2 separate regions of the Mus musculus genome follow, and region 1 is linked to region 2. The links are chromatin contacts, called in public promoter capture Hi-C maps. All regions are on one chromosome and are shown on one strand. The core of a region is the stretch at or near the end of the contact, and the rest is flanking DNA. Distances in the headings are between cores, read along the strand shown.

Region 1 (7,126 bases), core at 4,285-6,784, 49 kb after region 2:
GATCTCTGTGTGTTCAAGGCCAGCTTGGTCTACATAGTGAGTTCCAGGGCCAGCAGGGCTGTATGTATAGTAGGACCCTGTGTAAGAATAAAAATCCTTTTAAAAGATACCTTGGAGCCTCAGAGAGGGAAGAACATTTATTGAGGGTCACACAGCAAAGATGTAGGGCTGGGATCCTGAGGTGGAGGCAGTGCAGCTCGAGCCAAGTTTGAATGACATCACGAGAATCGCTCACTTTCTCCCTCTGAGTCTTCCCTGGATGACAGGTGACCCCACCTAGGTGACTGAGGTGCTTGTCATTGTTGGGAACAGGGGTGCTGGGCAGGGGCCGGGCAGCAGAGATCTCTCTGAACATAGCTGCTCATCCCTTTCATAGTCACCAATCTGGCTGGCTGGGGCTGACGGACCCTCCACTGGCCTGTGGAGAAGAGTAGCTTTCTCTCTGGGACTCAGTTTCCTCCTCTGAGGAATGGCCACCGTGCTCCTCTCTGAAGAGGCTGCTTATAAACGGACTGGTATATTCTCTCTCTTTTTAAAAAGTGCACTGTTTGTTATTGTGTGTACATCTGGGCACACGTGGACGTCAGAGGACAATGTGTTCTCTCCCACGATGTGGGTCCTGGGGACCAAACTCAGGTTGTCAGGCTTGGTGGCAAGCACTTTTATCCTATAATCAATCTCGAAGGTCCACCATTTTGTAGCCCAGACTGGTCTCGAACATGTGATCCTCTTGCTTCAGCCTTCTGAGTGCTGGGATTATGGGCTTACATCATGCCACAACATCCTGTCTAGGAGACAGCCAGAGCCAAAGACCTAGGAACTATCAATAATCAATACAAACATTAGCCAATACTACCACAGTCTACGTTATGAAAGCTAAGGCTTTTGCAGCACCGAGAACTGCTGAAGCTATGCTATAGTTATGAAAAGTTATAGTTATGAAAGCGATGCTTGAAGCCTTTCACATTCACCTGACACTGGTCCCAGAGCAGCCTGTGAGGTAAGTCTACCACTAAGGTCTCCATTAGACACATGGAGGGCATGGAGGCACAGAGCCAGCTGATTCCCACACACATCTGGAACCTCAGTTTGGAGAGGTAGAAGGAGGAAGATGTTGGGGCTTCCTGGCCACCAGCTCCATTCTAGATTCAGTGAGAGACTTTGTCTAAAAGGAATAAGGTGAGGTGGAGAGTGATATGGAACAGGACATGGGACATCCCCTCTGACCTCCACAGTATGAGCATGGTGTGTGTACACCTGTGGACAGGTGTGTGCATGTATGCTTCATGTGCGTGCACATACATACATATACACATATGTAGACACACACATACATATGTATACACACATACATACACATATACACACATGTAGACACACATACATACATATGTATACATACACATACATACACACATATACATATGTACACATACATTCACACATACATATATATACATATACACATATATACACATATGCATACACACATACACAACACAAACATATATATATATACACATAAACACACATGCATACATACACACATACACAAACATACATACATACATACATACATACATACATACAATACATATGCACACATACATGCACACACACACACACACATACAGGCCCATGTACACACACAAACAGGTAAAAACAAATCTGGTGCTGTAACTTCAGGGTAGAGCATTTAGCAAGTATGTGTGAGACCTGAGGTTTCATACCAGGTATTGTCAACAAACAGAACAAAACAACCTTTCAGCACAAAACAAATGAAAAAATAAAAGAAAATAAAACTGAGCAACCAAATAAACAAAACAACAAAGCCCAGAAGAGACTCTGAGAATGTCATTAAAGGCCTTTGGAAACAGCTGAGCTCACATCCCACTTCTGCTACTCCCAAGCTTCTCCTAGCCTCGATTTCCTCTTCTGTGAAATGGGCTCCATCTTCCCTTTGCAGAGCTGTTGTGGCCTAAGAAGTGCTGAGCACAGAGCTAGTCTTCCACAACAACAGGAGCATTCCTCACCTTAGGGGAAAGCACCGATGAGAAACACGCAGGCTCCTGCTCCAAATAGTTTCTGACATAAAGCAAATGCTCAATTCTTGGGTATCATTACCATTCATGTCATGGTTATCATGGTTATCAGATTGAACCCAGGAACTCATGAATGCTAAGCAAGAAATCTACCACTGAGCCACGCCCCCAGCCCCTCACTGGGGGATTCTAGGCAGGGGCTCTACCACTGAGCCACGCCCCCAGCCCCTGTCTGGGGAATTCTAGGCAGGGGCTCTACCACTGAGCCACACCCCCAGCCCCTCACTGGGGAATTCTAGGCAGAGGCTCTACCACTGGGCCACGCCCCCAGCTCCTCACTGGGGGATTCTAGACAGGGGCTCTACCACTGAGCCACGCCCCAGCCTCTCTATGGATTCTAGGCAGGCTCTGTACTGCTGATCTCCATGAAGCTGGGCCACACCTTTAGGATTCCCTCCCATTTGATTCATCAGTAATCCCTGCTAGTTCTTCCTCTTAAAAATGTTTTGGACTCTTTTTTTCTCTCTCTCCAGTGTCTCATGTAGCCCAGGCTGACCTAGAACTTGCTTTTTATCTTATGAAGGCCTGGAACTCTGCATTTACCACACACTGGGATTCCAGGCTGGATCACCACTCCTGGCTAGAGAGACACATTTGTAAAGATAAGGACTCCAGTGTGGTGGTTTTCGGGGCAGTTCCAGGAAGTGGGGAGGATTTGCTCTGCACTGGATCCTGTCACAGAACAAGGACAGAGTTGGAGTCTTCATGAATCTGACTTATGAGGAGGAAGAGCAAAGCTACGCTTAAACCATAACTTACAGTATAATAACTTGAGCGGCTTACCAGCATGTGGGCTTGTGGAATCACAGCGTGATCGGTGTAATGACCTTGTTTGTTCCTGTGGACAGGCAGAGTCATATGGGTGGTCTCGCTTTTGCATAGATCATTCATGGTCACAGGTGACCCTGGCCTCGGTCAGGGTGCTATGAGATTATTTATGTCCACTACAAACCGCATGGCTCCTACGTTAACAAGGACAACTCCTGACAGTTACTGGTTGGTTCCCTTCTCCTCCTCTCTGCGGCCCCATGACCCAGACAGGATCTCATATAGCCCAGGCTGGCCTCAAATTTCCTATGGGATAAACTTTACACCCTCCTGCCTCCACCTCCAATGTATTCATCACCCCCCACCCCCATCCCCAGTTCTGGGGATAGAAGCCAGGCTTCATCCACGCCAGGCAAGCCATCAAACTTTCCTTTCTCATTTGGAAAACAGCCTAGTGACTCCAGTCTTCCTGTGTCCTTTGTGAAGCTTGGAGAGGAGTTTGAAGTAGGGTCTCACTGTGTAGCCCAGGCTGGCTTCAGACTCAATGCCACCGACCCTACTGTCTGAGCTTCCTGAGTCTGGGATTTTAAACATGAGCCATCATACCCAGCTCTCCTCTCCCCCCACTCTACACCCCTCCCCCAGCCTTGTTCTTATAACTCTTGTTTTTTCAACAGGTTCATTGTGTAGGGTGTGTGACTGTGCCTCATTGCATGTATTTATTCACTATTTAGAGGATATGTTGTGCTGCAGATATGTGGAAGGCAGAAGATACTTTTTAGGAATCAATTTTTGCTTTTCTCTCTCTATGATGTGGGTCCCAGGGATCCAACTCAGGCCCTCAGGTCCTTTTTAGAGACAAGTGTTTTTATGTGCGGAACCATCTCACTGCGTCCTGCCTCGGCCTCCTGTGTGCTAAGACTGAAGGACTGTGCCACCAGGCCCAGGCTCAGCTTCCTCGTGTTTTTCTTGGAGAGTAACATACATCCAGTGGAGTTCCTAAGTGTACAGCTCAGCAGCTCTGTGCGTCACACACAAGGCACACACAAGGCCACCCTCCCTAGGTAGAGATAGAAGAGGAACCCTCTGGGACAAGACTCTCAGAGGGAACCTTTGTTCACTTTCTAAACCAACCCACTTCTGTGGGCTAGTTTGGTCTGTTTCAGAACTCCATATGAACAAAGTCACACTGTGCATTGCCTTAGTTCTGGTCTCTTTGAGTCACCATTTTAAAGATCCATCTATGTAGCTGTATATACCACCCACTGAACCTTTCCATTGCTGAGCAATAGTGCATGGGGTGAAGGGACCACTCTAGGTTTTTCCATTTGTATTTATTTATTTATTTATTTATTTATTTATTTATTTATTTATGACGATATTGGAAATGGAACCCAGGGCTTCATTCATGCTAGGCGAGTGCTCTACTACTAAACCCTAAGATTATCTGATCTCTCACTAGGGGATTCTAGGCAGGGACTCTACCACTGAGCCACGCCCCCAGCCCCTCACTGGGGGATTCTAGGCAGGGGCTCTACCACTGAGCCACGCCCCCAGCCCCTCACTGGGGGATTCTAGGCAGGGGCTCTACCACTGAGCCACGCCCCCAGCCCCTCACTGGGGGATTCTAGGCAGGGACTCTACCACTGAGCCACGCCCCCAGCCCCTCACTGGGGGATTCTAGACAGGGACTCTACCACTGAGCCATGCTCCCAGCCCCTCACTGGGGGATTCTAGGCAGGGACTCCACTGTTGACCCCTACCTAGGGCACTATCCTAGCTCTCCAGCCACTTTTTTTTTTAATTTAAAGGACTTATTGCAGTGCTCAGCACGTAATAGGTGTTCAAGACTTGTTTTCAATTTTTATTCATTCTTTGAGACTTCCAGCTATGTATGCAATGTATTTTGATTCTAAATATCTTTTTCACCACCTCTCAATAGACACCTGATATTATTTCCCAGCTTAACCAATATTGAAAAATCCACTCACTTCTCAATTCCAACTCTGCTTGTAGCTCTTTATGCATGTTCCTCCAGAGCCTTAATCTCTTGTAAGTTATAACCGAGTTGTTTGTTTGGCTTTTTGAGATAAGATCTCTTTCTGTAGTTCAGTGAGGCCTGGAATCGCCGTGCCTCAAACTCATGGCAATCCTCCTGCCTCAGCTCAGTGAGTGCTGTGATTACAGGCATGAGTCACTAAGCCTGACTTGTAAATAACAGTTTTCCCAATTATTTAATTAATATCTGTATCTTCCATCAGTCTGGGAGCTCTTCGAAGACAGACAGTGGTTCTGCCTCAGGGTCTCCAATCCCCAGGCGAAGGCAGGCAGGCAGGCACACCACATAAGCTCAGAACCCTAGCAGACCCTGAATGCCCCTGTCTCTCTTTGAGCCCCGGTACTCCCTCTGCCTCTGAAACCCACACACAAACTTTTATCCAGGGGACTGGAGGGAACCTCTACTCCCGCCCTTTCCCTCCTTGGCAAGGGCACAGGGCAGGGGCCGCTCTCCCTGTGGGTGACGCACCTAGAGGCGGGCCCGCCCCACAGCGGACGCTGAGTTGGCCTGGTTGGGCAAGGCCAGGGTTGCCCCGGGGTAGGTTACTCATCTGAGGCTCAGGTAAGAGGGCCCGGGTTGGAAGGTGGCACACCCAGGGGGGACGCGGAGAGAGCAGGACACAGCTATGGATGCCGCCAGGAGAGGAGATACACAGCCAGTGATGTGGACCACCGGATGGCTGTTGCTGCTGCCGCTTCTGCTGTGTGAAGGTGGGTGTGTTGCCAGGAAGGTAGAGTCGGGGCCCCTAAGGAAGATAATTCCCCAGATCTTCCCAGAAAATCTTTTAAGAAAAGTTGAACACAGCCAAAAGCAGTTCAGCTGTCTCTGCCCCGGGCAGAGGGACTGTAAGGAAGTTATCCCACACTGAGTAGGCAACTGAGAGGGGCACCCCCTCCCCCACTCTAAGATAGGGGCTGGGATCCCCTCCCTCGGGCAAAGGCAGCCAGGAGAGGGGAAAGCTCCAATGCAGGCGCAAGGGGTAGAAGGAAAAGGGTCAGTATGTCCTGCACCCTGAAACTTGTGGGAGGGCTTCTAATGCTGTTCTGGATGCACACTAGAATCATCTCACCCCGGGACAGAGGCCACTGGGAAAGACGTTGTCTTTGTGGGGAGAAGGCTTTAACAAAGAACCCTGGGTTCTACCCGGTCCTCACCCGCAGGAGCGCAAGCCCTGGAGTGCTACAGCTGCGTGCAGAAGGCGGACGATGGATGCTCTCCGCACAGGATGAAGACAGTCAAATGTGGTCCCGGGGTGGACGTCTGTACCGAGGCCGTGGGAGCGGTAGAGACCAGTAAGTGCTACCCACCCGGTGGTCCCTGACTACCCCTTCCCAACTCCTACAGTGTAACTCCGCCTCCTTAGGGACCTTTCAGATTCTGGCCACGCCTTTCCCTTTCAGCCCTCACTGAGACCCTGCTGCACAGAGTCTCCCTTCTTTCAACGGGCTTAGGCAGGTAGACAGACAAAAGGCGGGGAGTAGGGGGTGGGGTGTGTGTGTGTGTGTGTGTGTGTGTGTGTGTGTGTGTGTGTGACTGGCGTGCTCTGATAGTCGCAACCTGTACAGGACAGACATCTTTACCACTTTCCCCCACTCCCCGTAGGAATGCTTACCCACCAACACAGATTATTATTTAGTGGAGACGATTCCTTTGAAAGGGATCACCGAGGTTCCTAGTCAGACTCCACCCTTAGAGCCTCTAAGTTTCCAGACCCCTTACTCAGGAATCCCGCCTTCCCCCAAGTCAGACACAGGGCCTCTCCTCTCTATGCATCTGTGTGAAGTTGTGGTCTGAACTCAGGGCCAGCACACAACATGCCGGATAACACTCCCCGCCAAGCTGGCTCCTCAGCCCCCTTTAAGTTTGTATTTTGAGACAGGGTCTTACTGAATAGCTCAGTTCGGCCCTTGTACTTACTATGACGTTCAGACAGGCCCTTTTGGTTGTGAGTCTCCTCTTTCAGCTTCCTGAGTCACCTGGTGGCTTGTACCACCAAGTCCGCTTTTGCTGGCGGCAGGGTCTCCTTATGCAGTACAAGCTAGACTGCAACTCCAGACCCCACTGCCTCAGCCTCCTCAGTAGCCGGGATTGCAGGCTTGTACCACCGTGTTTGTCTCCTAGCCTTTCTCTTAAACTTTTTTTCTTCAGTCTCTTAACTGGATCCTTCGGAAGCTACTTTCTGAGGCTCCTCCCCCTT
Region 2 (6,640 bases), core at 1,779-4,278:
CCCACACAGAGGCTCACAACTATTCCTAATATTCCAGGGGATCTGAGCCCCTCACACCTACAGGCACCAGGCACAAATGTGCATATACATAATGCAGAGAAAACACTCAGGTACACATAAATAGAAGAAGGAGGAAAGAAAAAAAATCCAAAAGCGTGTGTGCTTGCCTGTGTAATGCTTGTGTAGCAGTCACAAAGACCTCAGAACCCTGAGAGTCCCAGGGTAGACTGGAGACGGGAGACCTCATCACAAAACAAACATCCCACAAACCCAAAGTGCTTTCAGACAGTGTGCCTCAGGTCCCCAAGAGATTCAGAGGCACTGCAGCCTTGAGCTCTCCAGTAGATGTGCCCTTGGTTCTGCCTCTGTCACCTCCTGTGGCCACCTCCTGTGCTCACAGCTCCGTGTACGCACAATGCTGGCCTCTTTCCTAAGGCCACACATTCCCCTCTGTTCACTGGCCTCTGGCCGTGGACATGTGATGGCCTGTACCCAGTGTGGCCACACCGCAGTGAACATCCCTGATGCCTTTATCACAGGCTTGAGTGTTCAGGGCCAGTGTCACCACAACCCGCACAACTCCAGGCCCGCCCAAGGTTTGAGCCCAGCACCAATCTGATGACACCTGCCTCTGTGCATGGGGATAGAATCCCTCAACCTTCTAAATCAGATTCCTGCAGAACCAATAATCCCAAACCACCCTGGGTACATATCTAGACCACCAGGCTTTGGAAGGCTACCAGAAAAGTTCCAGTCCAGCTTGGGCTACCTGTATCAAGACCCTGCCATTCTCCCTGTTAGAGGGAAGTCCACACATACAGCAGGGCTTAGAAATTCCAGGTCTTTATTGACAGGTGATGGAGGCAGAGTGGGCAGGTGAGTTCACTCCCGCTCTCCCTGGCCCTCCGACTGGTGGTGGCTGCGTTGGTGAACCAGCAGGAGGCGTCTCTGGCCAAAGGCCTGATTGCAGCTGGAGCATCGGTGGCTGCCAGTAGCCTGGCTGCTGGGCGCAGTTGGGGGGTCGTGGCACAGACGATGGGCCGCCAGTTTGGAAGGAAACGAGAACGCTTTGGGGCAGTGCGGGCAAGGGTAGGGGCGGGCGTCGGTGGCGTGGTGCGTGTGGCGGTGGGCCGCCAACTTGGACGGGTAGCAGAAGGACTTGGGGCAATCGGGGCACGGGTAGGGACGGGCGGGTGCGTGCGTCCAGAGATGCGCCGCCAGTTTGGAACGGTGGCCGAAGGCCTTGGGGCAGTGCGGGCAGGAGTGCGGGCGAGCTCCGCTGTGCGTGAGGCGGTGCGCAGCCAGCTTGGACGGGTAGGAGAAGGCCTTGGGACAGTCGGGGCACGGGTGCGGGCGGGTGCCGCCGTGCGCTAGCCGGTGCGTGGCCAGCTTGGATGGGTACGAGAAGGCCTTGGGGCAATCCGGGCAGCGGTGCGGGCGCTGGGGAGGGGGCCGCCGGCGGGGCCGGGAGGGCACGCTCCCAGAGGCAGCGGGCTGGTTGGGCCTCGGCAGGTCCTGGTGTGGGGCTGGGGGACAGGAGAACTGGTGGGCTTCTAGAAACAGGCACACCCTGGGTCCAGGCCAGGCTCCACCTCCCAACACTCTGTATAAAGCAGGGCCTCACCATGTAACCTTGGCTGGCCTGGAACACTCTCTGTAGACCAATTGGCCCCAAACTCACAGGGATTCCCTCTGCCTCTACCTCCTGAGCGCTGGAACTAAAGGTGTGCGCCACCACGTCGGGCCCTGTCATCTCTTAATACTAGAGGGGTATCTCAAAGTGTCCGAGGAGGCAAGTGTCACACTGGTGTCCCACTCGAGGACATTTCTGCTTGCCCTCTGACCCCACGTCCTATGAGCGCCTCAAAGAGTTGCCAAGCCAGTGCCGAAAGCTTCTAAAGTGTCCATTTCCAACACTACCCATAATCCCCCACAATCTGCTAAGGGTAGTGGTGGTGGTGGCCCCAATGGTCATTACGTTGGTTCTCCTGGGCTGTCACTCCTGGGGAATGATCCCTATGAGAACCTGGGCTGCTCTCACCTTTGGTCTCCGGGTCCTGACAGGTGGGACTAGGTTCCGAGGCCCTGACCTCGGACTTCACGCTTCCACCCAGCATCTTGCTGGCAGAGGGACCAAGGGGCAGCTGGGCAAGGGGCGAGGATGGCGCCAGTGGTTAACAAGTTCATGGAGACAGGGGTGCGGGCCTAAAATCAAAAGGCCAGTCTGTTTAGAACCAGGCTGTTGGTTAAGTCTAGTCCTAACTCAAGAGCAGAAGGCTGGAAGGTGGAGCCTAAGTACACACTAGGAGGGGATATGAAAATAAAACCAAGAGATAATCTTTTCACTGGGTGGGGTGGGGCTATCTCAGAGTGGGCGGGACCGCTAAATCTGGAGTGGGCGGGGCTATACAAAAAGAGCAGTCAGTGGCCCGGCCACCCAAGCCCAGGGGCTGGTCTTTGAGCGCAGTGGGTGTGCCCTTGGCCACCCTGTCCCAGAAGCGCTTTGGGTACAGTGGAAGGGATTCTAGTAGAAAGGGGGGCTTACCCTGTCTTTAGTCTCAGCCTACTGATGCTGTGTCGCTAAATCGCATCTCTGGCATAGAACTGGGGACTCAGAGAATTAGGGAAACCTGGAGAAAAAGACGAAAGGAAGGTGTGGCTTATAGAACCACCTAGAGACCCAGAATATAGACTTTCATGGAGGGAGTCCCAAACGTCTGGCATCGCATGCACTCCTCAAAAACCAGAGCACCGAGATCCATATCTACCCTTCGCGGAGAGATCCTAGCGGCCAGCCCCCAATCCATCTCCAGGAGACCAGGACCCAGCCCTTCTCACCTGCAGGGCGGTCCCTCCCCGGGGGTGGGGCTCCGGAACCCTCCCGTCTCAATTAAGCCTCGTGAGCTACCTTGTAGCCCTCGGACCTGCACCTCCCAGCGGGCGCTGGGACGCCGTTGGAGGAGAGAAGAGCGGGAAGGAGATTGCCGAGCCGTAGGGCCCAGCTTCACTTCCATCCCCTCCTCCCATCCGGGGCTGGAGGGGGCGTCGGCACGCATGCGCACTCTCGGCCAGCAAGAGGCTGCAGAGGGGGAAGATGTGATGGAAGGAGGGAATGACTGAACCACCCAGCTGGCAAGTTAGTGAGCAAGCGCGAAGCTATCCGCCTAAGGATCCTAGCTAGGAAAGTGCACATCTGTAAGGATGTGGTTAATCCCTCCTGTTTTCTCCTTCCTGTGATAGGGTCTCAAGTAGCCCAGGCTAGCATCAAACTCCCTACATAGCCGAGAATAGCCATGAACTGGTAGTCCTCATGTCTTCACCTCCCAAGTGCCTTGCTAAGACAGACTGCACAGGCCCGCTCCCCCACCCCTTCCCCACATTCCCACTCCGGTTTCTTTTTGTTACTGCCCCTGTTATTTTCTTTCAAATGTTAATTACATTTAGTTACTTGTTTGTCATTGTGGATGTGTTTGAGTGTGGTGGTCAGAGGACAACTTGTGGACTCTTGTGGACTCTTGTGGACTCAGTTCTCACTTTCCACCTTGTGGGTCCCAGGAATCGAACTCAGATCTTCACGCTTGGCTGCAGCTGCCTTTAACCACTGAGGTGTCTCTTTGGCCTTGCATTGAGAATTCCATGTATAGTCTGAATTCAGCCTTTGGGAGCCGTTCAAAAAGCTCAGGTCGATTCGATTCTATTCCTCCAAGCCTTTACAGAAAGTTTGGCTATTTCTTCAGAAAGGGCAAGGGGCAGTACTCAGTTGACCCCCCGAAGGCACTTGCATAGTACTTTAGGCACCCTTCACCGACATTTACCACGCCTAGCACCCCGTGCTACCTACTGCCCCTCCCTAGGTGGCCTAGGAGTGCCAGGCCAAGGGTGACATTGAGTGCTTGGCCTACTTCCAGGCAGCGACAGTACAACTTCCTGCCCAGCGCTAGTATGCCTGTGATGTGCTCATAAAAGTCCTCCGCACTCAGCCGGATAATCCATGACGTCTGGTCAACCCTGGGAGTCACGGGAGTTATTTGGTGGGGCTGAGTAACTGGTTTGCGCTGGACTCTGCCAATTTCTAGTCGTGTGACGATGAAGAAGTCACCTTACAGTTATGGGCCTCAGTGTCTTATATTATATAAGTATATTAGAGAACCAATGGAAACCGGCTTAAACATTGCTATTGTTCAGGCAGTGTTGCTTTTTTTTTTTTGACACAGGGTCTTGCTACATAGCTCTGGCTATAGAGCAGGCTGGCCTCCAAGACACAGAGGTCTGCCTGCCTCTGCCTCTGCCTCCCCAGTGCTTGAATCAGTGGTATGCACCACCAAGCCCTGCTCCAGCTAGTGCTGTTAAGCACTGAGTCTCTCTCTCAAGTTCCTTTATGAATATTTTAAAAATTACACCGTGAGTGTGGTGGCGCACGCCTTTAATCCCAGCACTCATGGGGCAGAGGCAGGCAGATCTCTGAGTTTGAGGCCAGACTGATCTACAGAGGGAGTCTCAGAATAGCCAGGGCTACACAGAGAAACCCTGTCTCAGAGAACCAATACACACACACACACACACACACACACACACACACATATATATATATATATATATATATATATATATATATATATATACATTTGTTATTTATATGTGTGTGTGTTTGTTGTGCATCTGTGGTATCCATATTCAGAGGTAAGAGGACAACTTGTGGAGGTTGCCTCCCGTTGGTGGGTCCTGGGAATTGAACTCAGGTCTTCAGACTTGGATGCAAGCCTTACCTACAGAGGCATCTTGCAGGCACAATATTTTGTTTTTACTGTGCATTAAATTAAGCCAAATGGGGTTAAATTGTCCTGGAAACAGCAGGTGAGCAGACCTAAAGAAGGGAAGGACCACACTGTCTACAGAGGATCTCCCCACCAGCCGTTCCCTTCCCGAGAGTCTGGCTAGCCTTGTGTTTCTTGTGCATGCTGTGGCCAGTCCTACCTCAGGGCCTTTGCACTCTCTGTTCTTGCTTCCCCCAGGAGCCTTCATTCACTTCTTTGCTTACCTGATTCCCTTTGCAAAATCTCAGGTCAGAGGTCGCTATGGCAGGAGGCTTCTCTGGCATCTCTCCCCTCTACTCTTCTCTCTTTTCTCTCTGCTCTTCCCACTGCACATCTGTCTTCTAGAATGTTCTTTGTTTACATGGACAGCTTACTAATTGTCTCCAGGGGTGGAGTACCTGCCTAGAATCCCCCAATGAGGGACTGGGGGTGGGGTGGGGCGTTGTAGATTAGGTAGAGCTTAGCAGAGCATGTATCTGGAGTGTGACAGGCCAGGGATTCCCTATAGGGACATGGCCTGAAAGCCTTGCTAAAACACTAGGGAAGGGAGGTACCACAAATATGGTTGACTCTTTAGCTCTGCCTGAGTCCTTGTTTCTCTCTCTCTCTCTCTCTCTCTCTCTCTCTCTCTCTCTCTCCCTCTCTCTTTCTCTCTCTCTTTCTCTCTCTCTCTCCAACCCCCCCCCCCGACTTCCATAAACCTAGTATCTCCTGATTGTACCCACTGTTCCTCTCTGCAGTGGGCCTGGTGACTCTCCTCTGGGTCCTGGTTGCTTCAAGCATGGGCCTGGCAAGCAAGGGACTTCCTGAGCTCGCGGAAGGATGAGCAGCACACTCTCCTCTTTCTCTTGGGCCATGTCTTCTTCCTCTCTCTTTCTCCGGATTATTTCCCTCTCTACTTCCCTGTGTTTATCCATCTCTTCCAATCTTCTGCATCGAGTTTGTTACATCTCTGCGAGAGTTTCACTCTGCAACACAGGCTGGCCTCAAAATCCTGGCAGAGCTGGGCATGGTGGCCCATGTCTTTAATCCTAGAACTCGGGAAGCAGAGTTAAGTAAATTTCTGTGAGTTTGAGAATCTTGTCTACATAGCAAGTTCCAGGACAGCCAGAACTACTCAGAGAACTGTCTCAAAAAACAAAACAAAACAAAAGAAAACAAAACAAAACAAAAGAAAAAACAGACAAGCAACAATAACAAACTTTTACATCAGTCAACCACACCTGGATTCTCAGACTTTGCAGTCAAGTGAAACTGTGTGTCTCTGTTTCATTGTTAGAAGTGCCATGACTGTCCCTCTGTTCTTTCACGTGTCTCTTTGTAGCCATCTGGCTTCCTTCTTCCTATCCCACTCAAGTTTCGAATATACTTCTATCTCTGAATGGCTCTCTGGGCCTCTTTCATGGTGAAGACCACGAGGGATGCTGAGGACTTCAGAAATAGTGGTGTGTGCGTGGGTGGGTGTGCATTCATGAGAGAGAGAGTGAGTGTGTATATGTGTGTATGAGCATGGTGTATGAGTGTGCATGTGTGAGAGACTGTGTGAGTGTGTGTGTGTGCATGCATGCACTAAGCCAAAAGTATGGATGCCAGGAGACAGCAGTGAGATGATCCTCACCTTCTGCTTCGTGGGTCCTCAGCACTGAACTCAGGCCGTCCAGCTCCGAGGCAAGGCCTTTACTGTTGAGCTACTACAAGGTTCCAACCTTGCGTTTAATTGACTTGAAGCTTGGGAGAGAAAGACCACAATGGGATCTCTGGCTAGTTCCCCAGAGGGAGATGGAGGTCTTGTCTTGGAAAGTGTGGCCTTTATGTAACTTTTTCTT

The links. Promoter capture Hi-C pulls out the DNA fragments that hold promoters and counts their contacts.
Region 1: a promoter capture Hi-C map of the HPC-7 cell line shows a contact between it and region 2. The contact joins the promoter of Lypd3 here to the promoter of Zfp575 in region 2. A contact is called at or near these places in 13 of 39 promoter capture datasets (the HPC-7 cell line, HPC-7-derived erythroid cells, cranial neural crest and 9 more), 1 of 15 datasets of contacts at CTCF or cohesin (large pre-B cells), 30 of 484 Hi-C or Micro-C datasets (B cells, CD4 T cells, CD8 T cells and 20 more), 14 of 115 datasets of contacts at active chromatin or transcription factors (the 230-238 cell line, the HPC-7 cell line, the SCID.adh cell line and 8 more) and 5 of 9 other capture datasets (adipose tissue, embryonic stem cells, liver and 2 more).

What each region holds. Positions count from the first base shown.
Region 1 is chr7:24,631,036-24,638,161 of GRCm38.p6, forward strand. Lypd3 (Ly6/Plaur domain containing 3) reads left to right here and starts at 5,535. Exons shown (of 5, transcript NM_133743.1): 1 at 5,535-5,639; 2 at 6,090-6,221. The coding sequence starts at 5,555. Gm26550 (a long non-coding RNA gene) reads right to left here. Exons shown (of 8, transcript XR_881891.3): 1 at 6,847-7,126; 2 at 6,084-6,189; 3 at 2,886-2,940; 4 at 1-820.
Region 2 is chr7:24,584,613-24,591,252 of GRCm38.p6, forward strand. It overlaps Zfp575 (zinc finger protein 575), which reads right to left and starts at 3,029. Exons shown (of 4, transcript NM_001033205.3): 1 at 2,839-3,029; 2 at 2,546-2,630; 3 at 2,042-2,205; 4 at 1-1,526. The coding sequence starts at 2,117. The coding sequence ends at 883. It also overlaps a transcript of Ethe1 not described here.